Regions from separate parts of the Oryzias latipes genome. Here region 2 is linked to region 1. A link is a contact called in public Hi-C data. All regions are on one chromosome and are shown on one strand. Each heading gives the region's core, a stretch centred on a gene start, on an enhancer-like site or on the middle of the called end of the contact. The rest is flanking DNA. Distances are from core to core; before and after follow the strand shown.

The links. A called contact is a pair of places that touch in the nucleus more often than the background predicts.
Region 2: a Hi-C map of gastrula embryo shows a contact between it and region 1, with 2.2 times the contacts expected there. The contact joins the enhancer-like site here to the promoter of prss35 in region 1. A contact is called at or near these places in 4 of 5 Hi-C or Micro-C datasets (embryo, fibroblasts and gastrula embryo).

Annotation. Positions count from the first base shown.
Region 1 is chr16:4,486,910-4,492,844 of ASM223467v1, reverse strand. It overlaps prss35 (inactive serine protease 35), which reads left to right and starts at 3,349. Exons shown (of 2, transcript XM_023963902.1): 1 at 3,349-3,603; 2 at 5,448-5,935. The coding sequence starts at 5,467.
Region 2 is chr16:4,689,106-4,695,040 of ASM223467v1, reverse strand. The region is part of intron 5 of usp45 (ubiquitin carboxyl-terminal hydrolase 45); the gene reads right to left. Among protein-coding and RNA genes, the nearest start is that of usp45, 8.2 kb to the right of the region's middle. Within about 2 kb of position 2,605, at least 3 of the 8 cell types and tissues checked have an H3K27ac peak or open chromatin away from gene starts, as enhancers often do. A contact at or near this core is called in gastrula embryo, where this site is marked.

The DNA.
Region 1 (5,935 bases), core at 2,100-4,599:
TGATAACACATAGACTGATATTGGACAAACGAGAAATAACTTAAGGCAGTTTTTAGGAATGATTTCAAGCATGAGGAAAAAAGCTGTTTGAACTAATGTAAAAACAGCTTTATGGCATTTTTTATAAAGTGACATAGAAAACGGCAATGTGCAAAGCAAACCAATCCCATGAATGTGTAACGTCATGGGAAAAAGCTAGTGTCTCCTCTTCTAATTCCACGTTGTTTGTAATAAAGCAAAACAAAAATCACAGTGAGGGTTGATATTAAGGAAATCCAACCTGTGAAGAATAACAGTATTTATATTGATTTACGTGTTGTTGTTTATGTATTTTAAAAAACTAAAGCCTTATTTAAAAAAATAAAAGGAATGCTACGTGACACCCTTGAAAAACAATCTCTTCCACACCAGCCTTTGGTTTGTGAGTTTGGGTCACATGAAGCTTCGAGCTCAAGTGTTTGTTTTGGCCTGTAACATGCCATGCTTCTTTAAGCAGTAGTGGGAAAAGTTAGCCTAGAGTTTGTACAGTTTAAAACTGCACATTCAACTATAAATGTCAAAAACAACTTAAAGTGCTTCTACTCTGGGCTGTTTGGTTAGATTTGAAAAGGTTTAGAATTTGGTCTTTTTTGAACAGGCGTAAAGTTTCACCTGAACTCAGTTGTGGCTCAAAGGAGAGGCGAGAATGTGGCACAGGTAAGCATCAGAGTGAATGCAGACAATCAAATTGGCTGAAACTGCTTAAGATTTTTTCTTGTGAAAAGTCCCAATAGCTGCAACATAGCCTAAAGATGTCCAGATCTGCGCTTTTTTAGAGAGCCAAAGCTAAACTGCTTTCTTTGGATCTAATCTGAGTTGTTTTAGTCCAAAGAATTATTTGAAAATCCTAAAAACAATTCTGATCAGAAATGATTTTCATGTATGAACAAGTGGCGGTTAGCATTATCACCTCAAAGTGAGAAGGCCCCGGTTTGAATCCCTGGCTGGACCTTTCTGTGTAGAATTTGCGTGTTCTCCCCGTGCATTCGTGGGTTTTCTCCCGGTGCTCCAGCTTCTTCCCACCGTCCAAAACACGTCCTGTTGGTCAGTTGGTGACTCTCAATTTTTCCTAAGTGTGACTGTGTGTCTCAGTGATAGACTGAAAACCTGTTCAGCGTGAACCCCGCCTTCAGCCAACTGTAGCTGGGACAGGTTAGGAACTTGTGGTGCAAGACCCAATATGCAGGAGACCAGACTTGGTGACAAAACTGAAACATTTAATAAATAAAGTGAAACATGACAAAACCATTGGAGTAACAAAAAAAGTGAAATAGCAGAGCAGATGAGCAGACACTTAAGTAGACTGAGGGCAACCGAGAGAAATGAAAAGAGCTGTGGATGATCAATACCTGGAGTGACTGATGGGGAAAACAACCCATATCAAGAACAAAACCAAGAACACAACTGAAAAATCAAACCAAAGCACAGAATCCTTACAGTTACAGCAACCCTGTGACCCTGAAAGGGATTCAGCTGGATCAGAAAATAGATGGATGTTTGTTAATACACATGCAAAATCAGTGGCTCTAAAGTTTCACATTTCTCCTCATTCAAATTTTCCTTTTCAGTCTTACAATACAAAATCCTGAGGTTATTGGAGTATGCATTTCCCATCTGGTAAGGAGTTCTGCAGTCCATTACAGATGCCAAACCATATCTGTCCCATTAACTGTAGAAGAAAACGGGATCGGGTTAGTGGGAACTCAACCATAGAAAATTGCCTACTTCCAGCTTCAACCAAAGGAAGTCAATTCAGTCGCCATTTGTTTGCAATAGAAAGATTGGCATGTTGGACCCAGACAATGTCATTAAACTGTTATTGGTTCAAATGGGTCTTAGTCCACATTTCTATGGCAACCCCCCTTGCCAAGCTTGTTGGAAGTCCCCTACCACTGAAAACGGGCTACACGATATCTGTCAAGCAAACATTTCCAGCGCTGGGTGTGAGACGGCATACTTTTATTTAAGCATCTGATTGGCCAGTTTATTACTTGTACTACAGAAAAAATATTATGAGCAAAAATGTTAGATGATCAAGAACATTAAAAAAAAAAGGTACCAGAGCAAGAATAGTTATTCTGACAAATAGAATGATTGAGTAATAGCTGTTTATTTATTTAAAGAAGTCCATGGGATAGGGCTTCTTGGAGCCATCAGGTACTTCCTGTTTGGAATGCGGGGGGGGGGGGGGGGGTCACCCAGTCCAGTTCTCATATACAGTCAATGATTTGCCCTTGAGTCACATTTTCTATGCTTTCAATACCATTTAAAGCTTTCAATCACAACTGGGAAAAAAGTTGATTTCATGGATCGTCGCCAGCTTTTAAACAGCATTCTCAAGGTGATCCTTCTGGTGTACAGCAACAAGGACAAAAAGTGAACAGTCGGAAACTGTGCTTTAGCAGGTCATCACAAATCCATCCTTGCTGCAGCCCTGTGGCCGAAGAAGTAAAGCGGCAAATGTGACTTCAGTCAGCCTTTCATCTTTGAAATTTGCCTGTGAGTGGGAGAGGAGTAAGTTTGCCCCGAACTTCCTGTCGGCCACCTGAGCTGTGTGTTTACCCGCTCTGCCGCTAGCTTACGGCCCCTCACACCCCCAGCCTAACATTACAGAAAAACGTTGAGCAATATTGGAGCTATCCTGCCGTACAGTTTTGAGTCAGATACAGCAGACACAGATTCAACTATGAATAAAGAAGTCATTCTGGAAACCCAAAAGCTCCATATTAGTTGCTTCCTTCGCTTTTGGGTGTTTTACTTTCAGTGACACTAAAATAATCCTCTCAGCATTTTATTTTTAAGGTGTCCCAAACATTAAACGCCACAAATGAGCTGCTTTTTTCAGCAGAAACTAAAGTCTTTAAGTGGAGTATGAAGTTAAATATGTGCATCTTGTGCTGCCTTTTCTTTTTTTAGGGTGCAGGATTTCAGGGACCTCTTGATGCTAAGAAAAGGAGGAATCCTATGGTAGTTTTTTTGCGGGGGCCTTAATTTGGGGGCTTGGCTTCACCGTCTAAGGACAGCCGGCTTTCATGCACCACTGCACTGGAATGAAAACGCAGCAGAAGCCGGCTAGTCTAAGTGTTCACAATCAACTCAAAGCCAGAGAGCAGAGGTTACATGACCCCCCCCCCCCCCCCTGCTGCATGCAGCAGCGATGCGCCTCCACCCTGAGCTGCTGCTGCTGCAGCTGAGGACCCCAGCTTCATCTTTCCTGAGGGTTGGCCCCACCCATGCGTGAACAGCTTTTGTCACGACTGAAAAAAAGTTCCTTTCATATCTTTTTTCTCCCCTCCTCCTCATCCTCCTACTCCTCCTCCCTCCCTCCTCAGCATCAAGTGCAGGGTGAGAGGAGCGTCCCGGCTGGGACTTTCTCCGCCTCAGACTCCATGAAGGAGCGATGAGGAGCAGACAGCCTCCGAGCCGCTAACAAAACATCGGGACTTCTGTGATGCTTTAACCAGCCACGCGTCTTCCTCAAGGATCCTCTTTGCGTTTTTTTGGGGGGGGGAGAGCAAAGAAAACATTGCGGGTTTGGAGTAATCCATCAATCGGATGCAGCAGGTAGGAGCTGCGCCCTCGCAGCGCGCGGGAATTCCTTCTATTTCTAATGATTGAAGTGTTTTGTTTTTTTACATTAACTCTCTTTTAGTATTTCAAAGCCATTTTGACTTAAACTGTTAAACATTAGCGCACTTTTCCCACGTTTTAAGCCATTGTGTTGTATCATCAAAGTATTCAACAGGCAGGTTTTCCAGAATTTTTGGTTTTTTTTTTTTTGCTTTTTTCAACAACAAATGTGTTTTTTTATGTCCTTTAAAAAAGTTTAATTTATCTATTTTTTGATAAAAATGTTCTTAAGTTTAGCAGAATCAGAGTAAGAGGAAGATTTGTCAGAATGATTTGATGAGGGCCCTCTTTTACCGTTAGTGAAGCAGAGCTGGACTACACTGACGCTCTGTGAGCTGCACAGCGCCACCCTCTGGTGGTTTGCCTCCATCCAGGGCGCATCCTGCACTCTCCCCCGACTCTCCTGAGGGATGGAAAGGCCACGGCCTCCTGTTTAGCTGACTAAAGTGGAAAACAGTTCAGCTGAAATGAGTGCCTTTTGAGACCAAAGCCATCATGGCAGCATATCAGTTTCCACTCTGCTGAATAATTGCAGGCTCGCTTTCTCTGCATGCATCCTCTCTGTGTCTGACTGTGGGAGAGTGAAGCTGAGCTGAGACTTTAGTCATTTTTGTTCTCACGCTTTGTGGGCTTATAGTTTATTGGCGTCTGTTGCAGGCGGATCAGACGTTCTCAGCTGGGCACATTTAATTGAAAGTTGAGTGGCAGACTCAAGTCAAAATGTCCCATTTGGAGAATAGAACAATTAAGATGAGTATTCCAAAAGTGATGTTTGTCCTTTAACTGTAGGTGTCAGTTGGTCCAATGCACCAAAACTGGGAGACAATTGTGACTATTTACCTTCTGAACCTGTCTTAGGTTTAAATAGTGGTTTTATGAGGCACCGTGCTAATTTCAGTTTCATCCCCCGAGTTCAGTTACTGGGAAGTTTCAAAGGAAGACAATCAGAAAAGTAGATATTTGGATGCTTGAGAGTACTGGTTTTGGGAGTATGAAAATGTGTCTCTGCTGAGTCAATCAGACTTAAGGCTGCATTTGATCCCTAAACCTGTCTGCAGATGGTCAAAAAGGGGAGCTGCAGCATCGTAATCATTTCCCTCTCTGAATTTTGAGAAAATTGCAGTGTCTGCTTAAGCGCTCTCACAGTGGAAGCATGAACCAGCAGTGTGCACGGCTTCTCCAGCTGATGTCATTCATCTGCACGGAGGGAGTCTAGTGGAGCTCAGGAAACCAGATATGGTCATTACTGAGGGAGAAGGTTACCCATTGTGGCAAACCTCCAGACCAATGTCTCAGCTCATTCAGACGATCAGGGTTCATCTTCTCTTTCTCCGCCCGCAGTCTGCAGAAAACTTTGGGAAAATAAATCTCCCCTTTGAACCACAGAGACATGCTTATAAAGTCTAGAGGGGCTCTCAGACTAAGTGCTACTGATTTATATGGATAATGGAGCCAACCTTTTCTGCAAGTACTTACAGACATATGTTGTCAGATACTTATTCTGTGCCCTCAGCTTTCCCAGTCAGTACAACTAATGCTATGCTGCCTCCTTCTGGCTGTAAATGGAACTGGATATGTTCAGCTCAGCAAACTGGTGTTTTAAGTGTTCATTAGTGAAAAAGCTCAAATAACTTGTATAATATAACTACAGCCTGGAACCAAAGTCCAAGGATAAAATTACAACTACACCCTAGAAAGGTTTTGAGTAAAATTGCAATTTGCAAAGACGTAAAAGAAAAAGTGTGCTGAAGGTAAAAGGCAATGTTTTTATTTTCCAGAGTCAGATCCAGATTAAAGATGGGCCCCATACCGCTGCGCGTACTGCTCTTGATGATGGTGCTGGCTGTGGTGGCTGCAGCTGAGCCGGTGAGCACGGCTGATGACCAGTACACCTGGCCACAGTGGAAGGTGCCTCAGGTGAAGAACAGGCACACCGTGCCTCTCAGCAGCCCCAGCTTCTCTGCACACCATCAGCCGGAGCTGGGCGGGACCTGTGGGATCGAGTGTCAGCGCCGGATCCCGTTGCCCTCCCTTGACGACCTGGAGAAGATTCTGTCCTACGAGACGGTCTATGAAAACGGGACGCGCACCTACACAGTGGTTTCAGTGCAGGGCATCAATGAGGAGCCCATTTGGTCCACAAACGTCTCATCCAGGTCTCGCCACAAACGGGAGGTGTATGGCACAGACACCCGCTTCACCATAGCTGACAAACAGTTCTCCACTAAGTATCCTTTTTCCACATCCGTGAAGATCTCCACGGGTT
Region 2 (5,935 bases), core at 1,356-3,855, 200 kb before region 1:
TTTGAGGTTTCATTTCATGAGACTAGAGCAGAGTTCAAAGCTCAGAAGGTGACAGGTCTGCACCTCTTTAAGGGGACTGTGGATGAACACTTTGGAAAAGCCGAGCAGAAAACCTCTAGCCTTTAAACCACACCGCGGCGCTGGGAGCGGCGTGCTGGGACGGCAGCTGGAAGGAGCGCTGGGTCATTTGGGGAAGCAGATGACAGCTGTTGAAGTTTCTGCTGGTTAGTGACGAGGGAGTGGGGGGCAGGGGGAGATGGCTCCTCTGAGCCAGCTGTTACTCCTGATCACCGATGAAAACTAACCATCTACACGAGCGAGGACACAAACGGGCTGAGGGGAGAGGAGCAGCTCCAAAATGATGAGCACAATCCCTCAAGAATCACATGGAGGAATGTCAAAAACATGGCTGTTCATCTGAGTAAGTGAACAAATGATGAAACCCCATCAGGTATTACAATAATAATGCATTGTGTGGTACTAGCACCAAATCTGGCATGGATACACCTTAGGAGCCCCTCTTTTAATAAAAGCCCCTTTTCTATGGGCGACATCACACATAATTCTCATATACAGTCAATTTTCGCCCCACAGACGGCCCAAAACACAGAAGTACAATAAGATGAATGATAATAAGCTAAACAAATGATATGAAATACTATTTTGTAAGTAACTCATTTGAACTGATGATGATACGCAACAAGGGGGCAAAGAAAAAAAAACCTCACGCTATCCTCAGTCCTTTAGCTTTTCTGCTTCCCATCAACGTCTGTAAAGGTTACTTACTAACTGTTGATTCCCAACGGAGGTCAAACGGCCAGACAAAGACAGAAGAAAATCAACCCAAATTATTTTTTTGGTTATTCTTTAATAATAAAGAAACTCTAAATCCTTCCAATAAGACCCAATGATTTCCCTCTATGTTACCATTTGTTGTGAACAGATTATATGAAGGAGTCTTTGGTGTTATCCTTCATTCTCAGCGTGCAGCAGTGAGAGTCCAAAAAGCTGACATGCTACAGTTCCTCAAATGTCAACATTTGATTCAAAATGACTTGAAGTGGAGACACGGCAACTGGACTTAAAATCTTGGAAACGTTTTGCTACGTGGTCAGATTGGGGTGAAGTGAGAACTTTCAAAGAACTTCTGCCTTTTTTTCCCCCAGAAGAGCAGGAATTTCCTGAGCTTGCTTCATGACAAATATTGTATCAATGCAAAACTGATTTCTTTTTTCTTTTTTAATAGGTTTTTAAAGAAGTGATAAGCCTGAGGCAATCCCACAATGGGACTATGAAGGAGAGAGCAAATAGCCTCAAACTTTACGGCTTAGCTGTGTTATTTAAAGTATGTAAAAATAAAATAACCGTCATCAAATATGCTTTAAAAAATTTATAAATGGTTGAACGTGCTTGATGCTTAAAAGAAATAAAGCTACAAAGTGATAATAATACAAAAGTTTTTGGTTATAAAAGGAACTGAATTTCCAGAGGAAAAGGCTGGTTCTTTCAGGGACTTGATGCCAGCACCTTCGGAGCCACTCGCTCTACAGGAATCAAAGCCATACTGAGAAACACAAAAGAGCTTTGGTCCATGAGCATTTTTATTTTTATGAGCTAGTCAAGAGATGACTGGCGGTGAAGTCCCAAGCCTGACCCGCTACTGTCCAAATCCAGTGAAATCAACTGAACCGCCAACCTTCTGAAGAACCTGTTCATTTCATTCAGCGGTCCTCTCCCTCCTCTGCACACCGTCTTTAGCCCATATTCAATTTGTAGAACCGCTACTTCAGCACAACACCTTCATTAAAAAGCTATTCAGCCTCCAGCAATGGAAGCTCTCTGCTGCGCACTACCCTCTACGCTGCCTCTCTCAAGGCCAAGGGCACTAAAACAAGTATCCTGCTCACACAAGTCGGAATGTGAACAAACAGTCAGATTCCACAAAGAGGAGTCTAAAGAAGGAGGCACCTTTAGCAACAGATTTAAGGGGAGAAATAACCTACAGCACTAGAGCACACGCACATTCCAGAGACTTGCTTCAATCCACTGTAGTGTTTCCTCTAAAAGACGCAGAGAGCCGATAAGAAATCCAGCACAAATGAATGGTTCCTGGAGTTTAGGGATCAAGATAGCGGGGGGTGAGGTTCAGCTTTCCGGGACGCCGCGGTGCTGAGGCGCCTCACCCAGTGGTGCCAAATGCATCTGGCCCTCTGTGCTGGCAACATCTGGAGGCCTATTTTTTAAAATGAAAATACAAAAAAACATGAGGGGGCTCACATGGGTCAACACATGCGGCAAAACAAACAGACAGGCTGAGCACCTCTAAGTTTGGGTGTCAAAGTGATGAAGAGAGAAACAGCATCCCAACGTAGGCGAGGGTGAGACGGAAAAGGAGATAATTCAGACGTAGAAGTGAGTTTGTCTGCTTGTTGTGTTTATAAAGTCAAGCAACTCCAGTTGAAGAGCTGAAGCTGGCACTTGAGAGGGTGCAGAGGAAAGAGGGAACTAAACAGGCGTAACGGGGATGCCGATGGATACACTCTGCATCTGGGACCGCCACCCAAGGTAAACAATGTTCAGGGAGCCATCTGCTTGGGACTGAAGGAAGGGAGGGGGCTAAGGAGGGCAGTGTGGGGGGGAGCAGAGAGTGTAGGGGAGGGTTGCAATGAGCACAAGCATATGGAAAAGCAGATTTTTTCTCTCCCTGCAGCAGTCATGAAGGCAAATGTCAGCATGCGCCGTGTCCACGCTTGACTGTGCTGCACTCGGCACCACCACCTGGCCCTCCTTGCTCAGCCACCGAGTATGGGCAGCAGTGACACTGTGGAGCCCGTCCCCGGGGCAAAGGAAAGAACCGGGACGCTCTTCCACATGCATACAAGTACAGCAACACCTCCCGCGCTCCCTGCTCTTTCTCACACAAGACAACAGCTTACCTTTGCAGGGAAAAGCAGGAAAGTTTCAAAAGTATTCCCAGTGTTTTGTCACCCATTGAGGAGATTCCAACAAGCAAGAACCAAACCAGCCTCTTCTAAATTACAGTTAGGTTTTGTGTGAATTCTTTTTATTCTTTTTTTTACAACAGAATTGACTCACCAGAAGCCAAAGTCTCATAGTCACCTAAAAAATATATAGACTTAAACTTTTCTGACGGTATTAAAACATTACCAAGGTTTGAAAACATGTTTTTAAAGTAGCTCACAGTTGGTTTGAAAAGCTGTCAGATTTATGGCCATTGGGCTCCATCCATGCACCCATGATAACTTGCAGTGAGGAAGACCAAGGCCAGCTCACTTCATGCAGAGCAGCCAGTCAAGAGGAAGGCCAGGCAACACCAAATGTCTTATTCATTTGCTAATTTGTTGTGACTGCGGGGCATAAAAAAGCTCGCTTTCTTGCCATCTGAGGCCAAGAGAACCCACAACATGTTACTTACAGATTCACAGAGGCGAGCAAAGAGATTCTGCTTCCCACTATTTGCCCTACTTTTACGTGTGGTGGTAGGAAGGACGCAGTCCCTCTTGATTACATCCATGAAAGCACCACCAGGGATGACAGCGACAACAGACCCGGGTACACAAAACAGAACCCTGATCCAAACCTGGAGGAGATGTTAAAGTCCCACTCCCATCATCTCTTGTAAAAGCGTCATATTCTAATGAGGATTATGCTGTTTTTAGCCTAAATCCAAAAACCTGTGTCCTTTTCTAGGACTAGTTTCAGCAGAGCAGCAGGAGCTCATTAGAAATGTGGGCGGGACTGCCCCCCCTCTGCGTTGCTGAAAGCAGCTTAAAACTTATCGCCTGCTCATTTTTTTTTTTTACATCATAAATAAAATCTTTTTCAAACGGCATTTTTCAGTCTGCTCCTGAATAACAACAATTTGAATAAAGAAATACTCAGAGATGCAAATTTAAGCAAATTTTCCTTAAATTTGCCGTATATCGTGAAATAAATGCCACAAGAACACGTTAAAAACACACTTTTTATCGGAGTGTGTCTCTAACAAAGGTCTGGTATGAAGTCAACCTCATATAAGCAGCTTATGTGACTTTATCGATGACAAACAGCCTCATAAATACTACCAGTAATCATCTTGAATTTCCAACAAGAACTAAAAGCGTCTTTTTATAAAGGGATAATAGAAAGCTAGATTTTAAATCACAAAAAATCATAACATTTTGCATTATTTGGTGTAAAAAGAACATTTACAGAATGTAATCATTTCCCTTGATGCACGTGTCGCAGCGTTTAACTCTTTAATTTGTAGGATCGATGCAGTTACCTCCAAATTTGACACAAATAAAGCTGACGCAGCTCTAATATGCTGACTCTTTACTGGATCCGTGTACTCAGGCAAAGACAAAGGTCTAAATAATGAAAACATTCACCAAACAAAAGCAATTGTCAGTTTTTCAATGAGAAACAAGCACGGATATTTTCCTGCACAAACATTTTAATTTGCTCCACAAAGACTCGCCAGCTGTTACAAGCTGGAGCCTGGATTTCTGAGGTCAACTTGCTTTTTACTGGGACTCTGCCACTTGAGTTGAAGGTCTTGATGGTGAGAGAGCACAGTTAATCGACTTTCTTTCTTTCCCAAGCTGTTGTTGTACAAAATTATTATAGAATCAGGGGTAAAAAAAAAAATTAAAATCCTTGCAGAGGCTCTTTTGTGCTTGATGTCTATAGGAAAAAAACACAAGAGCAGCTTTGTGGAAAAAAGAAAAAGAAAAACCTGGCCTTCACACTGAAATGCAATTTCACAAGCTCCTCAACAGGCAACAAGCATCTACTCTGCTGCAACAACGGCTGGGCGCCTCTTTACCCATTTTATTGGCCGGTGTGGAGCAACCGAGTGGCAGCAAAGGTGACAGGTAATTTACAGAGAAACAGATATATGTTATTTGAAGTAAGCCACTTCCCTTCTTCCCAGCCTCACAGATAAATGGATCCAGCTTTAGCCAACAGATGGAAAGAGGTCATTTCTGTGTTTTGTGAAAACTTGTCTTGGATGTGTAACAAGTGAGATTGTAAACGCCAAATTATTTTTGACACGTTCACAGTCTGAGCCCGTCAATGCAGGCACTGCCACCTGTTTGATGGAGCCCCCCCATTATGCCTTCAGTAGACACTCACATACTTCACCGGCTCAGTCAAGAAGCGCTTAGACTACCAGTGGTCACGTGACTTGAGAGAAGTAATCGTGAACAACGACAGTCCTGCTTTGAAGGACTTTTCTGCTTGTGGTACCAACATAAATTGAAAGCTGCGTTTAACTTCTGTTTTGTGGTTTAAAGGAAAACAATGGCTGCAAGCTTTAAAAACTTTGTGACGAGAAGTGTGCAAATGTTATTTAGAATCCTTCTTTTGGAGACCTTCTTGTGTGAACATGTGTCCTCAGAGAGTTGGAGCGCTCCAGCTGCTGGAATCCAGTTGCTCTGACTTGTTGAGGACCCTGGCTCCCACTAGTGCAGCACACAGCCCCAGAGGTGGTGAGACACACAGCAGCTCAACGGAGCAAACAAGGGATGGAAACAGATAGCAATGGTAAGACAAAGAACGCCAGGGCAGAGGACGGACCCCACGCAGCTGCTCTTGTTCTTCAGGGAACCCAGGCGGGAAGCCTCTCAAGCGCTAAATTCCTCTAATATGTGCAGTCATCCGGCGTGCAAGGTGGGGGCGAGGGTGGGGGACTGCAAGAGTATCAGTCCTGCAACTCTGCGGCCATGATAGAGAAGAGGGACCAGCTTGACTGGGCGGCTGGCCACTGGGCACCGGGCAGTGGGCTACACAGAGACCATGAGGGGTGATACCCACCACTCTGTCGGGCTGCAGTCTGTTAGGAGACCCTTTAAAATGCCAACAAAGCAGGGCAGGCATGGGGAGGCAAGAACAGAAGGTGTACATATGTGTGTCAGTGTAGCGAGAATTA